3 separate regions of the Mus musculus genome follow, and regions 2 and 3 are each linked to region 1. The links are chromatin contacts, called in public Hi-C and promoter capture Hi-C maps. All regions are on one chromosome and are shown on one strand. The core of a region is the stretch at or near the end of the contact, and the rest is flanking DNA. Distances in the headings are between cores, read along the strand shown. Region 1 has its middle 29 kb from the start of Agr3. Region 2 holds the start of Crppa (CDP-L-ribitol pyrophosphorylase A). Region 3 holds the start of Sostdc1 (sclerostin domain containing 1).

Region 1 (2,510 bases), core at 5-2,504:
GTACTTCATGACACTTGTTCATTTATTTGCTTATATATGTGACATGTATATAAACACATATGCACACTCGCGGTGACATAAACAGAAACTGAAATGATATGTAAAGCATACCAAGGGTGTGCTAATAGTAATCCATAGTTAGGTGTTGGCTGTGTGTTTCTGATTAGATGTATATGTAATAACCATGTCCATCATTTATAACATTGTATCATTGTAATTTAGAAGACGTATATAGTCTTCATTATAATAACCATTTCAACTTACAATTCTGCTACAGATACAATAGACACCTTGCACCCGGCTGTGTGTGCTTCTGGTGCCTTTGGGACCTGGGCTGTTCTTATCCCACAGTGGTCAAGTCTTGGCTGAACGACACCCAGATTCTCCGAGTAGTCTCTCAAAGTCTCCAACCTCACATGAACGTTACGGTCAGCCTGGGGCTGGAGAATGTTTTCTACAATGGAGTAAAAGCCAATGATTAGCATGCGTCTGTTCAGTCTGTCTGGTCTAGCCTCTGGGTGAAGAGAGATACTCAGTACAGATCACCTGACCTTTTATGTTACTAGTTTAATTTGATAATTTGACCCCACCATTTAAACTGGCTCAATGATGGGGTCCAGTCAGTAAAGAGATAAATAGATATTTGATACTTCAAAAGAACATTACAGATCTTTGCAAAAATAATGTAAATTTCTCAAGCAAATGACAGAGTGTATTGAGAAAGACACCAAGGGAAACACTCTTGCATTTTATTTATTTTGCCTATCAAAATAGACCAAAAGCCGTTCATCCTCTTGATCGGCAGGTGGCGCTGTGAACGTATCTTTGAAATTGAAAACACAAAAGCCATTTTCTTTAATCCCTCAATTACATAGGACATTTGAAATGATTTGTTTTAATCGGAATAAATGTCACTGTTAGTGACAGTAGATAATCCCTAAAATTCTCAAATCCTCCGCAAATGTTAATGGAATCACTTCATAGAAATAGCTTTTCAAATATTATCCGTAAGCTTAATAAACTGGGTTCGTTATGAACGGACTGGGTTATTTTCCTGTATATCGTCCTTGATTGCAGCTTCACACACAGCTATCTATTTAATCCTGGAAAACTCAGACGTTATTATTCCCGCTTCTCAAAGAGAAAATCGGGTCTCACACGGGTTACATTTTTTTTTACCCAAGTCCCATACCCCATTGATGAAGAGAATCACGCTTCAAAATCAAGCCTGGCTCCCTGGTGCTTAACCACAGCACGAAAGCATTTCAAAGGCAGAGCTAAATTGGTGAAAGTGTAGTAGATTGTAGTAAGGACTGAACAGGCTCAGGGGATTTTTAAATGCTAATTTCATTCCACCTTCAGTGCCATTTCTATTCAAATCACACAGATTGTTTAAAAACGAAAACAAGTCTGACCTTTTTTTTTTCCTGTGGGGAAAGTCTGGAGTCAGGAGTCAAACAGAGCTTCACAAAGACCTGGAGCCACACTCCCACACCCCTGTAGACAGAGACCTTTAGGCTGTGTAAAGGGGAATCTCAAGAAAGGAGCGGGGCTGCCCAGCAGTGAAAGGGGGAGAAAGAGATATGCAATTTGCATATCTAAAATTTGACCTTTTTGTGATCAGATAATCTTTTGCCCTATGAAATAGAAAAATCTTTGCCCACTGTGATCCCATTCTGAACTTTAAAAAGCATACAGAGTGCAAATTTGAAAAGTTTTATGTGATGTAGGAGCAACCAAACGTTCTAAGTCTGACACGCAGATCCAATGTAGTCAACTATGAAGGTTATTAAATGGACATGAGACATCTCTCTTTTCTTTCTAAAAGCAATTGTTACTCAGGCCTGAGGCTTAACTGAGGCTTTTCAGCTCCTGGCACTAGGGCCTCCCATTATGAGTCGAGTCACCATTTGTCCTGGGAGAAGGAACACTGAGCACATGGACAGTATTTCAGCTAGGTGAATACTTACCCTGGTACTTAGGACAGACAGTACAGTAGTGCGCTGGCCAGTTTCACACTGTCCCTCTCATAAAGCTCTCTACGGTCACACCTGAACATCAGCCCTATGACATCAGTGCCGGCTTAGCTGCCAATGTAACAGTCCACAATCACCTGGAAAAATATTCTTAACAAGGAATTATCTAGATCAGGTTGGCTTGTAGGCTTGCCTGTGGGGTTGGGGGAGTTTTAATTCATGTAAGACTGAGCCATTTCAGGTGGCACCATTCCCTAGGCAGGTTTCCAATAGCAGAAGAGAGGCGAAAACTGCTGAGAGCAAGCAAACAAGCAATAATCAGTATATTCTCTCTTTGCTCGTGACTGTGGATATGATGTGAACAGTTTCCCAAGTTCCTGCTGCCTTGACTTCCTGCACAAGATGAATAGAATCCTAGAATCTGGAGCTAAAACAAGCTTGTTCTCCCCCTAAGTTGCTGGTTGTTAGGGTGTTTGTCTTAGCAGCAGGAAAGAGACTAGAACATCTTACCTCTTTAATGGGATGTCAGGACAC
Region 2 (2,510 bases), core at 6-2,505, 480 kb after region 1:
GCCTTCTCAAGAGTCTCCTTTGAGCAAGCTCTAACAAATCAAACACCCAACTCCCTAGCAAAGAGCTCTTTCCTAGACTCAATCAGTCTTTTTGCCCCCCCCCCCCCGCCCCCAGCTTCACTCTGTCTCTCAGTCTCTCTCTTCCTTGCACACTCCTGCCTCCTGGGAAGGAAACATTCAAGCATTGCAATACAAACAAGCAAGCTATAATGCTTCCTTTTCATCGAAGGGTCAAGAGTTCAACAAACTTCAGTTAACACAGAAGCTGTCCATTAGTCATAATGAAAGCAACAAAAGAAAGTGCTTTAGAATATTAGACAAAAGAGGGTAAGAGAAGAGAATTTTTAAAAAAATTTCGTATGCTTTCAATTGGCAAAGTTGATAAAAACAATGAGATTTAATACTATAACTGGGTAATTCAATCCTCAAGTTTTTGTTTTTATGATTCTAATTTAGCTATTGATGGGTGAAGATTGATAATATACATGGTCAAATAATTCCTTTTCCCTTGTCATTATTCAATCAGCAGTTCCTTCAGTAAGTATTAGGCCCCTGTCACATTCCTGAAGCTGGGCATACAACCCAAACCCAAAGCAAAGCTAGGGCATGCTCTCATGAATTCCACATTCCAGATCCTGAATACAGTGGTGCCTGGCACTCGGAGTACCCATTCTGTTTCATCAACATTTCCCAGAAGGATAGTCCTAAATAAGCACTAGATGAGCACCAGGCCTGAAACTTCTCAACGCTTGCTCGTTGCACCTCTAAACCGAAGATTTATGGTTGCCTTGCCATCATTGGCTGTGCAGTCTTACATAAGTTACTTAGCACCCACGTTCCCCTGTCAGTGAAAATGACCACTAGAGGTTTTTTTTTTTTTTTTCTTTTTCCTGTTAACAGGAGATGTGTGTTGATTATTCAGTAGTGAGTGTGGTTGCTGTCCCCCTCTGGTTACAATAAAATCACACTTGCCCAATAGAATCACCTGTGGAATTTAAAAACATTCAAATCTTAAAATCTTAAAATTTGAGTGTGGAATACAGAATTCAAGGACACTCTACTTGGTTGTTCAAAGGTGCAGACAGACAGGTCTGGGAATCAACCTTGCAGTACGGATTCTAGACTTTGCCTAGCCATTTGTCTTTCCACTTGGTAGAATCAGGGTGCCATCTGTGGATAACGAAATTCTTATGACCGAGGTGCACACATATGGGTCTTGAACTGTACCTTGAATACAATTATTTCCGACTTATCTAGAATGGGGCCCATGACTGTGCTGTGCATAGCTGCCTGTGTGTGACTGTCAAATCTGTAAGGACTGCTACTGCAGCCTCGGCTCGACCTGCCCGGAGGGATAGAGGGAAGAGCAGGAAGAGCATTGCTGCCTAGGGGCGCTGGGCCCAGGCTGGGAAGACAAGGCTTGCTGGCTTCCTCCGCGATCAGCACCCGAGGCCACTTTCCCCGAGTCCGCTCGGCGCCGTTCCTGGCCCAGTGCGACCCTTGATCTCGTCCCAGGGCCGGTGCTGGCGTCTCGCTCTCGGTTTCCATCTGCACCTCGAGCTTCTGCGCTCTGCCTGCTATGGAGCCTGGGCCGTGCAGCAGGCCCGCTGAGCCTGGGCATTGCGTGAGCGGCCCCGCGGGCGCGGGCTCAGCGTTCCCGGAGTCCCCGTTGTCCGTCGCTGGGGCGGAGCCCGGGAACCGCCCTGGAACCGTGGCCGCCGTGCTGCCGGCTGGGGGTTGCGGGGAAAGGATGGGCGTCCGCACCCCGAAGCAGTTCTGCCGGGTTCTGGAAAGGCCGCTCATCAGCTACACTTTGCAGGCTATGGAGAGGTAACTGGCGCCAGCCATCCGCTCCCCCCGAGCCCAGGATCATCCCCAACAGGCAGCGTGGCGGGCAGCGCCGGGCCTGGGGCCCTGGCTAACCAGTGCATGGGGACCCAGGGACTTTCGGTTCCCACGCAGGCCCCGCGGGGCCCGAGGAATACCTGCTCTAGGAGCGCCTGGGGCACAGTGCCACCGCGCATGCGTGAGCCTGAGAGTCCTAGCCGCACCTCCAGTTTCCTGGGCAGGCACGTTTCTTCTGGGAATCAGGCATGGCTAAATAACCAGGTAGTAGAGAGAAAAGCAGAGTTAATTCCAGCCTTTCAATAACGGGAGGTGATTGGATGGTGAGGTTGAGGCCAAGACACCCTAGAAAAGAGACTGAAATTAGTTGATTCCAGAAATAATGAGCAGTGTCAGGAAGGCTGTGAAGAAACTGTGAGAGGAGAAAAAGATGAGTTACTTGTGTTGTGATGTGATGGGGCTGAGGCGAGACTGAAAGGGAAGATTATGAAGGTGCTTAAGTTCTGCAAGATCTTTACTCTTTTGAAGTCAAATGGACAGTTGTGACGATGCCTTTAAACCTTGAATCGGACTGGTTACATTTCAAGATAGATGCCAATATTTAGCATAAGTAACGATTACAGGAGGCTTCCATAGAGACCACTGTCCTTGGCATTTTGTTCAGA
Region 3 (2,510 bases), core at 7-2,506, 420 kb after region 1:
ACTAAGACATTTTTCTAACAGCCACACTGACCATTAAAATTGGATTTATCATTGAACAGGCAATTTGAAAGTTGTCCCAGTCAAGATGCTTAATAGATCCGATGAAACCTGCTTTTCTTTTAAAATCATTTCTTTATCTTAGGCTTCTATACTCATGCCACAGCACACATGTGAGGGCTAGAGGACAAAGTCCCAGAGGCCACTCTCCTTCTGTTATGTGGGTTCCGATGCTGAACTCAGGATTGCCAAGCTTGGCTGCAGGTGCCCTTCCATGCTGACTCATACTGCTAGACCCTTTGTTTTCAGAGTTAAAGAACCCATGGAGTAGCTCTGTCAGATGGAAATAAAGCAGCCCAGACGGTGACAGCACTTACTTAGGCAGCAGACTCAAAGGAAGTTACCAAAACCAATGTTTGACAAATACAAATATAACTCAGGACCTGCAGTATATGAACAATCTAGAAATATTTTGAATTGGTAAAGGGTAATAAATAGAAAATGGTTTTCTTTTGGGCAAGAGACATGCAGAATGCTAAACCTTGCTGACATATTTTAAGATGAAAACTGATATGAGTTAATTTAATTCAGACAGAGTTCTGCTCATTACACCCCCCAACCCCCCAACACACACACTCAGGACCGCTGGCAGTACCAGGACCGCTGGCAGTAATTTACCTAGCAGGACAGTTGCTCCTGCAGATCAAAGCAGCATTACTTAAGTGTGTCCAGAGGGCAGGTTTTAGCTCTGTGTCTTCCTCTTTATGAGAAAAGAGAGGGGAAAAAGGTTTTCTTCTTAAGAGACAAAACATATTTAACTAAATAGATCTTTTACTCAAGTCTGACACTACTCAAAAACTCATATGGCTTCTTCTAACTTTTGGGGAAGAAGCCCCTTCAGGCCCCAAATTTTCTTTAATCTGAGGGGAATAGAGAACAAAAGTGTGAAAAATAAAATAAACTCTGTCTCTTTATGTGAACAGCAACCTACTTTTCCTTCCATTAAACTTGACCATGAACCTAGGCTCCGGAGAGGACCTGGCTGAGGAGCAAGTGGTAGCAGTTGTGACAGGGCTGTGCCTTGCCTGCTTCAGCTCGTAGACCAGTAAAGCCCAACTCTGAAATCGCAGGCAATTTGTGTAGCAAGCCCCTCCTCTTCTGCAGCCCGTCTTCTCCATTGGTAAAATTCTTTTGCAGGGTCAAGTAGGGATCCCACCCCTTCTCTGTGTTTTCACTCCGAAGCCCTACACAACTTTACACCTGAATGAACGCCAAGCCTCTGGCTATATAAAGGGAACCTTGGGAAGGGATTCCACAGTCCACAGTGCAGAAGCAAGGGGGAAAGAATTAGCGGCTCCTCAGCCCAGCAAATCCTCCACTCATCATGCTTCCTCCTGCCATTCATCTCTCTCTCATTCCCCTGCTCTGCATCCTGATGAGAAACTGTTTGGCTTTTAAAAATGATGCCACAGAAATCCTTTATTCACATGTGGTTAAACCTGTCCCGGCACACCCCAGCAGCAACAGCACCCTGAATCAAGCCAGGAATGGAGGCAGGCATTTCAGTAGCACTGGACTGGATCGAAACAGTAAGTGTGTTTTACTTGTACAGATTTTTTTTTTCCTTTTGGGGAGCATCAGCTCCCACTCCTGTAGAATGCTTTTGCTGTAAACTAACGTGAACCATCTACGCTTTTGCAAAAACAATCTGGGAGCAATCTGGTGCATGTGTAGGCTGGCGTTCTTTCCTGGGTAGTGATTTTAGAGTTAATACAAATTAAGCCGGTGGCTTGATAATGCAAGCAGAGACATGGTTTATCCAGTGCCCACAGAAAAATGCATCGAGGTATTGAACTGCTGCTTTTTAAAAACTCTGCAAAAGGGAGACTTCTTTAAAGTGTGGTTCTGTGTGCAGTTTAAGTTCATGGCGTCTTACACTTTGCTAATTTCAGATCGTGCAGGAATCTGGTGAAGTGTCTAAAGGTAACTAACCGGAACTATGTATAGGGAATCACAATGGATGAAAGGAAGCTTTCAGGAAATATGGAATTGCTCACACAGATGTCTAAAATATGTCTAGTTTGGAGAGGTGTAAAGACTTGATGTCCACTGTTAAACGGGTCTATACTACAAAACGTTGGAGCATCATGGTTTTCCAAATTGTTCTTTATTCAACAGGTCAAATTGAGACAATTGTATGTTTCTGTGAAAGACTGGGTATATATTTGTAACAGGAGATTTTACATAATAGGATGCTAATGTTTGGCACAGGGAGTATTTCTTTACCCTTTTCTGTTTGCTTAATTGACATACACGTCAAGTGACTACTAGTTAGAGGGGTTCAAATTTCTTCCTCTAACTTTTGCTCTATTCTCTTCCTTTAAAAGATTTCTGTTAGTAAGGAATGTGAAGAAAGGCAGAGAAACAGTGTACAGGAAACCTTACACAAATCTCTGCCCCTCCACCTTAAACTCCATCCAACTGTGTAAAAGCGTTTTGACCTTTGAAAAGTC

What was found. Promoter capture Hi-C pulls out the DNA fragments that hold promoters and counts their contacts. Hi-C and Micro-C count contacts between places; a contact is called where the count stands out from the background.
Region 2: a Hi-C map of cerebellum shows a contact between it and region 1, with 2.3 times the contacts expected there. The contact joins the promoter of Crppa here to the enhancer-like site in region 1. A contact is called at or near these places in 2 of 39 promoter capture datasets (cranial neural crest and pre-B cells), 3 of 484 Hi-C or Micro-C datasets (cerebellum and uterus), 3 of 115 datasets of contacts at active chromatin or transcription factors (astrocytes, cardiomyocytes and kidney) and 2 of 9 other capture datasets (adipose tissue and liver).
Region 3: a promoter capture Hi-C map of hippocampal neurons shows a contact between it and region 1, with 2.6 times the contacts expected there. The contact joins the promoter of Sostdc1 here to the enhancer-like site in region 1. A contact is called at or near these places in 7 of 39 promoter capture datasets (the C10 cell line, the HPC-7 cell line, cranial neural crest and 4 more) and 1 of 115 datasets of contacts at active chromatin or transcription factors (large pre-B cells).

Annotation. Positions count from the first base shown.
Region 1 is chr12:35,895,582-35,898,091 of GRCm38.p6, forward strand. No RefSeq gene overlaps it. Among named protein-coding and RNA genes, the nearest start is that of Agr3, 29 kb to the right of the region's middle. Within about 2 kb of position 1,255, at least 49 of the 459 cell types and tissues checked have an H3K27ac peak or open chromatin away from gene starts, as enhancers often do. A contact at or near this core is called in cerebellum and hippocampal neurons, where this site is marked.
Region 2 is chr12:36,380,195-36,382,704 of GRCm38.p6, forward strand. It overlaps Crppa (CDP-L-ribitol pyrophosphorylase A), which reads left to right and starts at 1,256. Exons shown (of 10, transcript NM_178629.6): 1 at 1,256-1,830. The coding sequence starts at 1,580.
Region 3 is chr12:36,312,913-36,315,422 of GRCm38.p6, forward strand. It overlaps Sostdc1 (sclerostin domain containing 1), which reads left to right and starts at 1,257. Exons shown (of 2, transcript NM_025312.3): 1 at 1,257-1,586. The coding sequence starts at 1,382.